4 separate regions of the Mus musculus genome follow, and regions 1, 2 and 3 are each linked to region 4. Evidence: chromatin contacts called from public Hi-C and HiChIP or PLAC-seq data. All regions are on one chromosome and are shown on one strand. The core of a region is the stretch at or near the end of the contact, and the rest is flanking DNA. Distances in the headings are between cores, read along the strand shown. Region 1 has its middle 74 kb from the start of 2210010C04Rik. Region 2 has its middle 110 kb from the start of Try4. Region 3 has its middle 52 kb from the start of Try4. Region 4 holds the start of Ephb6 (Eph receptor B6).

The links. Hi-C and Micro-C count contacts between places; a contact is called where the count stands out from the background. HiChIP or PLAC-seq counts read pairs in DNA pulled down with a chosen protein or histone mark.
Region 1: a Hi-C map of CD8 T cells shows a contact between it and region 4, with 3 times the contacts expected there. The contact joins the enhancer-like site here to the promoter of Ephb6 in region 4. A contact is called at or near these places in 9 of 39 promoter capture datasets (the 3T3-L1 cell line, 3T3-L1-derived adipocytes, the HPC-7 cell line and 5 more), 2 of 15 datasets of contacts at CTCF or cohesin (pro-B cells and thymocytes), 14 of 484 Hi-C or Micro-C datasets (CD4 T cells, CD8 T cells, DN3 thymocytes and 5 more), 13 of 115 datasets of contacts at active chromatin or transcription factors (DN3 thymocytes, the SCID.adh cell line, double positive thymocytes and 7 more) and 1 of 9 other capture datasets (liver).
Region 2: an H3K4me3 HiChIP or PLAC-seq map of the SCID.adh cell line shows a contact between it and region 4, with 11 read pairs. The contact joins the enhancer-like site here to the promoter of Ephb6 in region 4. A contact is called at or near these places in 2 of 39 promoter capture datasets (the C10 cell line and the HPC-7 cell line), 1 of 15 datasets of contacts at CTCF or cohesin (large pre-B cells), 5 of 115 datasets of contacts at active chromatin or transcription factors (the SCID.adh cell line, embryonic stem cells, large pre-B cells and 2 more) and 1 of 9 other capture datasets (adipose tissue).
Region 3: a FOXA1 HiChIP or PLAC-seq map of pancreatic cancer cells shows a contact between it and region 4. The contact joins the enhancer-like site here to the promoter of Ephb6 in region 4. A contact is called at or near these places in 3 of 39 promoter capture datasets (liver, neutrophils and stem cell-derived epiblast-like cells), 1 of 484 Hi-C or Micro-C datasets (cortical neurons) and 3 of 115 datasets of contacts at active chromatin or transcription factors (large pre-B cells, pancreatic cancer cells and pro-B cells).

Annotation. Positions count from the first base shown.
Region 1 is chr6:41,107,832-41,110,531 of GRCm38.p6, reverse strand. It overlaps Tcrb. Among named protein-coding and RNA genes, the nearest start is that of 2210010C04Rik, 74 kb to the right of the region's middle. Within about 2 kb of position 1,446, at least 4 of the 459 cell types and tissues checked have an H3K27ac peak or open chromatin away from gene starts, as enhancers often do. A contact at or near this core is called in CD8 T cells, memory CD8 T cells and regulatory T cells, where this site is marked.
Region 2 is chr6:41,190,644-41,193,343 of GRCm38.p6, reverse strand. It overlaps Tcrb. Among named protein-coding and RNA genes, the nearest start is that of Try4, 110 kb to the left of the region's middle. Within about 2 kb of position 1,338, at least 6 of the 459 cell types and tissues checked have an H3K27ac peak or open chromatin away from gene starts, as enhancers often do. A contact at or near this core is called in the SCID.adh cell line, where this site is marked.
Region 3 is chr6:41,249,012-41,251,711 of GRCm38.p6, reverse strand. It overlaps Tcrb. Among named protein-coding and RNA genes, the nearest start is that of Try4, 52 kb to the left of the region's middle. Within about 2 kb of position 1,276, at least 4 of the 459 cell types and tissues checked have an H3K27ac peak or open chromatin away from gene starts, as enhancers often do. A contact at or near this core is called in pancreatic cancer cells, where this site is marked.
Region 4 is chr6:41,604,142-41,606,841 of GRCm38.p6, reverse strand. Ephb6 (Eph receptor B6) reads right to left here and starts at 1,331. Exons shown (of 18, transcript NM_001146351.2): 1 at 1,022-1,331.

The DNA.
Region 1 (2,700 bases), core at 197-2,696, 500 kb after region 4:
CTCCTTCGATTCTTTCTCTAGCTTCTTCATTGGGGACCCTGTGCTCAGTCCAATGGATGGCTATCAGCATCCACTTTTGTATTTGTCAGGCACTGGCAGAGCCTCTCAGGAGACAGCTATATCAGGCTCCTCCTGTCAGTAAGCACTGTTGGCATCCACAATAGTGTCTGGGTTTGATGACTGTATATGGGATGGATCCCCAGGTGGGGCAGTCTCTGAGGGACCTTTCCTTCAGTTTCTGCTCCAAATTTTGTCTCTGTATCTCCTTCCATGGGTATTTTGATTCCCATTCTAAGAAGGACAGAATTATCCACACTGGTCTTCCTTCTTCTTGAGCTTCAGGTGGTCTGTGAATTGTTTCTTGGCTATTCTGAACTTCTGGGCTAATATCCACTTATCAGTGAGTGAATATCATGTGTGTTCTTTTGTGATTGGGTTACCTCATTCAGGATATTTTCTAGTTCTGTTGATTTGCCTAAACGCTTTATGAGTTCATCATTTTTAATAGCTGAGTAATACTCCATTGTGTAAATGGACCACATTTTCTTTATCCATTCCTCTGCTGAAGGACATCTGAGTTCTTTCCAGCTTCTGGCTATTATAAATAAGGCTGCTATGAACATAGTTGTGTCCTTATTACATGTTGGAGCATCTTCTGGTTATATACTCAGGAGTGGTATAGCTGCGTCCTCAGGTAGTACTAGGCCCAATTTTCTGAAGAACCAACAAACTCATTTCTTGAGTGACTGTACCTGCTTGCAATCCCACCAGCAATGGAGGAGTGTTCCTCTTTCTCTTCATTCTTGCCAGCATCTGCTATCACCTGAATTTTTGATCTTAGCCATTCTGACTGGTGTGAGGTGGAATCTCAGAATGCAAATGGATCCATTCTTAACACCTTGTACAAAGCTCAAGTCCAAGTGGATCAAGGACCTCTACATAAAATCAGATATACTGAAAATAATAGAAAAGAAAGTGGGGAAGAGCCTCAAGCACATGGGCACAGGGGAAATTTTCCTCAAGAGAACACCAATAGCCTATGCTCTAATATCAAGAATTGACAAACAGGACTTCATAAAATTGCAAAGCTTCTGTAAGGCTAAGGACACTGTCAATAGGAAAAATGGCAGCCAAGAGATTGGGAAAAGATCCTTACCAACCCTACATCTGATCGAGGGCTAATATTCAATATATACAAAGAACTCGAGATGTTAAACTCTAGAGAACCAAATAACCCTATTAAAAATGAAGTACAGAGCTAAACAGAGAATTCCCAGCTGAGGAATACCAACTGGCCAAGAAGCACCTAAAGAAATGTTCAACATCCTTAGTCATCAGGGAAATGAACATCAAAGCCTTTGCTTTCTTTTTTCCACCTAGCTCCGGAGGCTTTAGATCACCAAAACTACAGTTCAAGTCTACAGTTATTTCTCCCTCTAGTGGTGCACAGTGTGTGTGCAAAGATGATTGCCTCCTGAGCCAGAACTGTTTCTGGTTCCACAGCTAATACCCTATTGTGCCTCCAAACCAAAGCTCTGCCTGCATCCACCTACTGATGTGAAGCCAGAAGCTCACTAGATGGTTCCTCAGTGCCCCATAGTGACCTGCTATAGACACTGACTGGGCTGTAACCTGACAGGCTGTGTGGAAGAGGCTGGGAACTCTCAAAATCAGGCATCTGTGGTGGGCATGAAAACATCAGAGTGATTGCCAGTTGCAGTTTACCCAGCAAAATCTCAAATATTATCTGTGCCATTGAGAGAGAAACTCATTTAAGAAAGAAGAATTTCTAATTCCTGCCATAGTGCTGCAGGGGTCCATACACTATTCACTAGGTATCAGATGCCTTCGGAAGGAGTGGGCCTGGGCAAAACAGTCTTCAGTCCAAGGGAATTTTCATGATGCACTGACTAACGATACTGTCAATGGAGACATCTTCTGAGCGCTTGGAAGAATAAACTAGTCTAAAGAAAATAAAGCTGAGAAAGGTAGAATATTGAAATTATTGTTGTAGATTCCTAGCTAGGTTTCAAGAAGTTTATGTATTAAAATTTTCATTGGACACTCAGATTGCATGTTTGACTATTGGCATTATCCTTGCTTCACTTATACCTTGCTCTCATTTTCTGTGTTTCCTTATGAATATCATCTTCATATTCATCAACCCTTCTATCTAAAGGACCCAATCTACTATTACAGTCATCTATTTCTCATCACAGACTCCAATATTTACTTCTGGAAGTTTGGTATGAATTGTTGCATATCTCCCTCATTTTTATAAATTGGTGAGGGTATGTGTTGCAGTTATACTGTTTAATGTCATTGTCAATTTGTCAGAAATAGATTGCTTTCCTGTGATTAATTTTTATCCTAGTAATAAGCCCCATTTTCTTCCTTCTTTGTAAAGCTGCAATTTTTTCTTTAATACTAAACAGTATATTCATGTTTTGTGTTCCTAGATACCATAGTTTTCTTACGAGTGCACTCATGCATAGCTTTATTCCGTAATGTGCTCAATTCACTGAAAAATAGAAATCATGGAAAATCTTGGCAGATAATTGTTGGTCCTTACAATATATACATACATATATATATATATATATACATACATATATATACATATATATACACACATATATACACATATATATACATATATATACATATATATATAATGTGTGTATATATCTATACATATAT
Region 2 (2,700 bases), core at 89-2,588, 410 kb after region 4:
GCCATCTCCTCCCCAACTTGGTTTTGGTCAGTATTTTAGCACAGCAACGGAAAGCAAATCAGGACAGAAAGGAAGGTCCTAAAGCACATAGCATCTCCTGAAATTCCCCTGTAGCATCTCCATTACAAGATAGCCCAGTGCATGGTTCTCTCTCTCTCTCTCTCTCTCTCTCTCTCTCTCTCTCTCTCTCTCTCTCTCGATGTGGTGTGTGTGTGTGTGTGTGTGTGTGTGTGTGTGTGTGTGTGTGTACATCTGGGTCTCTTCCCAGCTTAAGCGGGGACTATGAGCCATGTCTGGGTCCATGGCTATGCAGCTGCAGGGGTCAGTATGTTTTGCAGGCCATGCCCCTCATTAGATGAGGTGGTTTGGAGAGCTGGCCCTACCTCTCACCACTGGCAACACTCAGGAAAGTGAGCCTTGTGCTTCTCCCAGATAGCACAGAGGAGCTAGCTCTTGGGGTGGGGGTGGGGGTGAGCCAGCCTCAAGGTTATTAGTGTGGAAAAACTAACCCCAATCTCATCTACCACGGGGTGATACAAGTGCAGCCCCTCACCACCTGCGGTCATGAGTTCAGAAGAGCTATCCCTGCTCCTCACCAGTGCAGCATTTGGAAGAGCAGGCTCTTCGCCTTGCCTTGCCTGGACACCACAGCAGAGCTGGCTTTGATGATGGGAGTGCAGGTGAGCAGCCCTGAGAGTGGGAGCATGGGAGAGCTGTCCCTGCCACTTGTATGCTGTGAGGTGATATGGGTTGCAAGGGTGTCTTCTTTCTTACCACTTGCTGCAGTCAGGAGAACTGGCCCCGAGGTTATGAGAGCTAGTGCTCTGGCCGGCCATGACCCTCTCCAGCTGCAGCACTAAGGAGATAAAGCCCTGCACCTCCTCCAGGTAGCACAGTAGATCTGGCCCTGGTACAAGGGGCACATGACAGATGCCTCAGAGGAAGAGAGCCTGAGAGAGTTTGTCTTACCACTCATCTAGCATGAGGTGATGAGGTGACAACGTGATGCCCTCCTGCGTCCCCTACCACCACCACTACCCGCAGCAGCAGCAAGAGCTGGTCCTAGGGTCATGAGAAGGGGAGCTAGCCCTGCCTCCTCACTGGTTGTAGCACTTGGGAGAGTAGACTGCACCTCACCTAGCCAACACAATAGAACTGATCCTGATGGTGAAGGCACAATGTAACCTGCCAGGAGGGTGTGAGAGCAGAATAGTTGATCCTGCCTCCTGACAATGGTGGCTTTGCATGGCCTACACAGAGCAGTGCTGGAGAGATTGCCATGATAGTGCAGACAAGGGAAAGCAGGCATGCTGACAAGCTCAGCTGCCACACAGGCCCAGATCCAGAGCTCTGAATTGGACCACCTCAAAGTCTATATCACCTGCAAATGATTGAGATATGTGAAGGGGCCAGTCCTGCTGATCCAGGGCTGTAGGGTCTCCATGGCAACAGGATAATCCAAGGAGTCTTGGAGAGGATAAAATATTAATGGTGTTACAGAAGCCAGAGTTCTTGGTCCAGAGAAACAACTCATTGCAATGATCATTTGCAAGCAGAGAAGTATAGACCAAAGGATATACTGTGGGACACACTGTAACATAGTACAGCTTCCACTATGAGATGTTTTCAGTGCTTTGTTGTTGCTGCTTGTGTGTGTGTGTGTGTGTGTGTGTGTGTGTGTGTGTGTGTGTGTTATTTTGCAGGAGAAGTTGCAAGGGTGAAAGGGGGATATGAAGGTGGGACTGAGGTTCAGGATATGACACAAGAAATCAATAAAAAGTTTTTTTTAAAAAAACACTTGCTCATTAATGGAGCTCATTAACTATCATAATGTTATTAAGATAGTTTCTATGAGCCTCCTTCAGGAAATTCAAGAACACAAAACCAAACTGTATTATATTCAAAGGTATTGCCATACTCCTCAGCAATGCACAGGAGCAGCAGACTGTGTCTCCAGTCACCAGCTGGAGTGGGCAGCAGGTCTGAACACAGTGGCTCTCTGTAGTGATAGACTTAAATAGCTGTCAGATCATTGTATTTAAGGGAAATAAATTACTCCGGGCAATAGCCCTGTTACCATGGTCTCACCATACTTCAGACATATTTTCTAAAGGTCCATGTCATTGGTGCTATTTGATATTGAGAAGTACTACACTAGTGATTTTATCAAGGCAGAAACAACTGGAAAAAAAAATAAAAGCAGAAGCAACTGGAAAAACAGAAGCAGAAGCAATTGAGTTCTTAGTTTCAGAGTTAATAAGCATAATCCAAAATAACTGAACCTTTTGTGTTATCTAAGCATCAGGAGCAAAACAGAGTCAATGTGTAAATGTCACATGGCTCCATTTTCATTGCAGAATTTTCCTGTTCACGTGAATTGAAAAGCCATCAGACATTATTGGCTTGAACACTGGATTCTTAGAAAAATTAATCCAAAACCGAATCAGTGTGACTGGTCATAGATAACAAAACGACACAAAACAAGGACAAGAATTTAGTTTGGCAGGTGTTTAGCAAGTCAGAAACTGACAAATATACCTAAATGATCAATCTTTTTATCTTGGTTTGGGGAATAACTTGTAATGTTTTCCCACAGTACACTTCACATCGTACATGAAACACCCATTGTAGTACCTAAACCATGTGCAGTTTGGCCTAACACTATTTGTGAACTGCTCTCTATTCCAATAAGCTATTTTT
Region 3 (2,700 bases), core at 27-2,526, 360 kb after region 4:
TTGCAAAGCTTCTGCAAAGCAAAAGACACCGTCAATAAGACAAAAAGGCCACCAACAGATTGGGAAAGGATCTTTACCTATCCCAAATGGGATAGGGGACTAATATCCAATATATATAAAGAACTCAAGAAGGTGGACTCCAGAAAATCAAATAACCCCATTAAAAAATGGGGCTCAGAGCTGAACAAAGAATTCTCACCTGAGGAATACCGAATGGCAGAGAAACACCTGAAAAAATGTTCAACATCCTTAATCATCAGGGAAATGCAAATCAAAACAACACTGAGATTCCACTTCACTCCAGTCAGAATGGCTAAGATCAAAAACTCAGGTGACAGCAGATGTTGGCGAGGATGTGGAGAAAGGGGAACACTCCTCCATTGTTGGTGGAATTGTAAGCTTGTACAACCACTCTGGAAAGCATTGGGATTTCTGAATCACAGTATTTTCTACAGACCTTGACCCAAAGTCACACTTAGATGTGACTCACTCAAATAGGACATCCAACAACCTAAGTATCCCACACCTCACAATAAGGAAGGCTTCTAAACTGAGAAAATTCCTCACTCATCTGCCTATCTTTCTGTGTAGTGAGCAGGTGGCATAGAGTATGCACAGGTATAAAGGTCTGATTAGGAGTCACATTCCTTAAAGACAGCAAAAATAATTATCTTGCTCCTTCTTAGAGACATTGTACACACAAGAGAGCTCTCCTTTGTTAATGTCATTGATATAAAGGGAATGGCAGATCAGCTGTAACCTTTATCCCGAGTCTAGCTGATACCCATACATTTAGACATAATTCTCCTTATGGGAGCATCCCATAATAAGACTCTTCTGACTATATGATGTTGTTCTATAGGATCTGATTAGTAGCTGAATTCATAGACCCTTTTCAAGAAACAAGACAGTAGTGCAAAGAGAGTTGAGGAAGGTCTTTATTGTACAGTCTCTAGGGAGAAGCTTATTCTCAGCAGGAAAAATTCAGGTTTCTCCATTTATTTTCTACCTTACTGTTTTCAGAAAACAACACACAGACACACACACACACACAGACACACACACACACACACACACACACACACACACACACACACACACCAGAATAACATGGAGCTCATGCCAAGAGAGGCAGGATGAAGCTGTTTCCAGGTCTAAATATTTGGGGAGTTAAGACAAGAAAATAGGAAAAAGGAAGTTTTCAAGCTCAAAGTAGATCCCTCCTCTTTACTGGAGCTGAGAGATGGTTGCAGACAAAATCCTATAGCAGGAACCTTTGTACCTCTGTATGACTCAGCAGGAAGTAGACATTCTGGCTTGTAAATACTCTTGGTAAGCAGAGGCGATCCACTTCATTCTTTTTTCTTTGCTTTTTATTGACAGTTACCAGGGTTGATTTTCTTTATCTTCCATGGGCTGTTTCATTTACTCAAGAGAACACCATCCTCTTGAACGCACAACACAAGAGCTCTTCACCCTAAGAGAAAATGGACTCTTTTTCTCTCGGCAGCAATCAAATTCCAGGAAATCCTCAGCTAAGGATGGGCCTTCCATGTTGACTTTTGTATGGCTTTACCTTGTTCATACTGTCATATTGCTGTGAGTACTCTTGTGCTTCTGGCCTGCTGTGTCTGGAAAATACTGTATCCTTGAAGCTATCTCCCACTTCTGGATCTTACAGTCTTTCTGACCCATTTCCTAAAAGGATCCCTGAACTTTGAGGAAAGGGATACAAAATTCTCAAATAAAAGGCGAAAGATTTATACAATCTGAAGAGGCCCAAAGTGGGATCCAGATCAGGGGGGTTCCCAAGGTGTGACACTATTACTGAAGGTATGGAGCACTTACAAAAAGGGATCTACTGCCCTCTGAAAGACCCAACAAGCAGCTGAAAGAGTCAGATGCAGATATTTGCACCTAACCACTGGACAGAAGCAGCTGACCCCTGTTGAATTATGGAATGCTGAAAGAAGCTGAGGAGAAGGTTGATCCTGTAGGAGAACTGGCACTCTCAATTCATCTGGAACCCTGAGATTTCTCAACACTGGATCACCAAACAGACAGCATACACCAGCTGATATGAGGCCCCTAACACACATATAGTAGAGGACTTCTGGGTCTGTGTTCATTCAGAGATGATGCACCTAACCCTCAAGAGACTGGAGGCCCCAGGGAATTTAGAGGTCAGGTGGGAGGGGGGCATTCACCTGGAGACAAGGGTGTGGGGAGGAGGTATGGGATGTGGAACAATCGGAGGGTGGATGGGGGCGGAGATAAAATATGGAGTGTAAAAAAATTAATAATTTTTTTAAAAAATACCATGAAAAAATGTATAGCTATAATACACAAATAATGGGAATTACTTGGGTATTTAGGTATAGTCATAGTAAAGTCCATGTTGTTCATTGTGTGGAGTAGAATACTTTCAAGTTGAAGAATCTGAGTTCCCCATCATGTTAGGCTACTGTAGCTTTTCTCTCCATTTTAAAAAATGGATTCTAACATTTCAAGGTAAATTCTACAAATGGAACATGTTCTCTAAAATTTAGACTTTCATTTGTTTTAAGGAGGTCATAACGACTGACTGACTGACCATTCCAAATTTCCTTTTTTTCCCCCTGACTCCTGCATATTTAGTCAACAGTTTCTGAGTGGAGATAGTTACTGGAAATATTGTTTCACTGAAAGAGCTGTTCAGTT
Region 4 (2,700 bases), core at 82-2,581:
AACTCCCTGGTCTTTATCATTCATCTTCTTGTACGATGAATGGGCCAATAGACTGGAGAAGACTCATCCATACGTCATTAGGTAGGTACACTGGGGCACTCATGGCAATCTTCCTTCAAGACAAAAGGCTCACAGCTTTCAAGGGTCCATAGTTGCTATGAGCAAGATTCAGTCCCTAAATGTCCTATTACTGGCTCAGCCTCCAAGGACTCTCAACAGCCCTACCAGTCACTCCCACTGGTCTCTCCTTTGAGAAGCATCATCTTCCCTTCCAGAGCCACCTGAGTCAAGTTCCCCTGATGGGTGGAGGGCCTGAGTTAACTGATTGGGAACAGGCTGGGCAGCACTTCTACATGGGCACTGCCAGGGATATTACAACATCAGCTATGCTGGTCCCCTGCCAGTTCCCCCAGGGATGGGAGGAGAGAGGGTGCCAGACGGCCAAGATCAGTGGGCAGGGGCAGAGGCAGGCTGGGCCAAGCACCCAGATGCATAGAGGGGGTGGAGCTGGGGCAGGAGCAAGCAGGATACTTTGTTTGCCACTGGAGGGGGCGTGCTTACGGTTGGGGCTCAAATTCCAAGCCTCTATTTCCAGGCTTAAGGGGGCTGTAGATGTCGATTGCCCCTTGCCCCTGCCAGCTCCACCCTGCAGCGAGGGGATTGGAGAGATGCCACAGGAGTCAGAGGCATGGACAAACCTTTTCTGAATGCTGGGAGCCTGACCTTTGTGAGGTTACCCCCCTCCCCACACACACACACCAAGTCACAGGCACAGGAGGGTCGATGGAAACGTGATGGAAGAATTTTAATACCCAGGACACACAGAATAAAGAGCATGGATGAAGGGGCAGTCTCTCAGAAACCTACTCTCGCCTTGGAGAGCTATACCCAGTACTCCCCCATAAAAGACCCCCATCCAGGGTGTGCATAGGCCCAGGCTAGAGAGATCCTCTACTTTGCAAACCTTAATCCCTTACTCTCCAGACACAGTACCCTCCGACCTCCCAAATCCCGGGCTCACCTTCCCGCCGGCCTCCAGCTCTGCAGGTCTGCGCCCCCCGAGGCCCCCGCGGTGGATCTGCACCTCGCAGATCTTTCCTAGCGTCGCGCGTGTCCTCTCTGGTCTGGGGACCTCGCTTCCCAGGGGCCCGCGTCTGCTCGCAGCTTAGAGTCTCTGGGATTCTGGGAGAGGACCCAAGGCTGCAAGCAGGGACTGCTCCCTAGGCGGGGCCCTGGGGAATCGTGCGGGGGCCGGTGTCACGATCGGAGTCGCTGAGCTGTGGTCTCGGGTTCGGACGCCCGCTGCTCCCCAGCGCTAGCTGGGCGAACGCAGCCGGGCCCGCCCCCTCTCGTCTCTCCCAGCCTGGCCCGCCCCTCTCCAGCCCCTTCAGCCGCTCTCGCTCTCCTCTTCCGGGAGCCGAGCCCGCCCTCTGGGCCTAGGACCCAAGTGCGCGGCGCCGGATCCCCAGCGGGGCGTGCAGTGGAGACGCTGGGCGCGCCTTGGGCCCGCCCGTGTGCCGAGGAGGGTCGGCCTCCTCCCGCAGGTCCTGGCGGGCGGAGGGGACGTGGGCAGGAGGACCGCACGAGTTAGGGTCCGGGAGGAGGCGGCCAGTGGGCGCCGCTGCGAGGCGTGTTTAAAACCCTGTAGCTCGCGCCCGAGCATCAGCGGAGCAAAGCGCTACTGGCTGGCAGCTGATGGCCAGGCTGAAGCCCAGGCGCTGCGCCTATGGCTCCTCCCTTTCTCTTCTTTAACTCTAGGAACTAAACCAGTGGGGCTTCTACTCTGGATTGAACTGAGGTGGGCGTGAGCAGAAAAAAGAAAAAAGAAAAAAAAAAAAAAAAAAAGGAGGAGGTGGAAGGAGAAACAAGTCTTGGGAGCACGGGAGGGCAGAACAACCAGAGACAGTGCAAGCGTCTGGGAAGGAAAAGGTCCCTGTGCTAGCTTCAGACTTGTATCTGTTTCTGTGCCTTGAATCTGGGTCAGCGATGGGGCCTCTGAATTGAACCTTCAACCGCCTCAAAGGCAGGGAAGCCTGGGGCGGAGTCCGGGAAGTCCGATGTCTGTGCCTGGCGCAGACCTGGCTTGGACAAGTCGCTGCACCCAGTCTAGGTGCCACCTCCCTGGCGCGCGCTCCGCAGAGTACCATCCCACAGTGATGAGAGGCCGTAGAAGGTCCACTCAGTCGGTACCTGGATGCAGGGGCGGAACAGAGCGAGCTTGCTACTAGGGAGAAGAGTTTCTACCCAGCCCTAACCATTTCTAAACTAGAGTACTGGTTTGTGGGGGTCTATTGTTTAGGTCCCGCGGAGCAGGGCTGCAGCCTTCGCACGAAGTGTTGCTACCACCTGCTGGTTCTTTGAGGGAGAACAGGTATCCTGTGAAATCTGCACACCCCTTCGCCCCTATTACCCTGTCCCATCTTATACCCCCTTTCACTTATTCAAAGGCATCCTTATGAAAGTACTAGCTAGCTGCTTATGGGCTGATCATAACTGGTACTTAAAGAACATTTAGAAACCAATGAAAATTGTGAAAGAGACTATGAGCCAACATGCACAAGAAACCAAACAATGAAACTCCTTGAGGTACTGCGAGAGAAACAGTCGTTAATGAATTGGCTGAATGAGTGATAGAAAGATAAAGACAAATAACGAGTCCCTACTTGGACAGGAGGTTGTTCGCTCATAATATCGAGGATC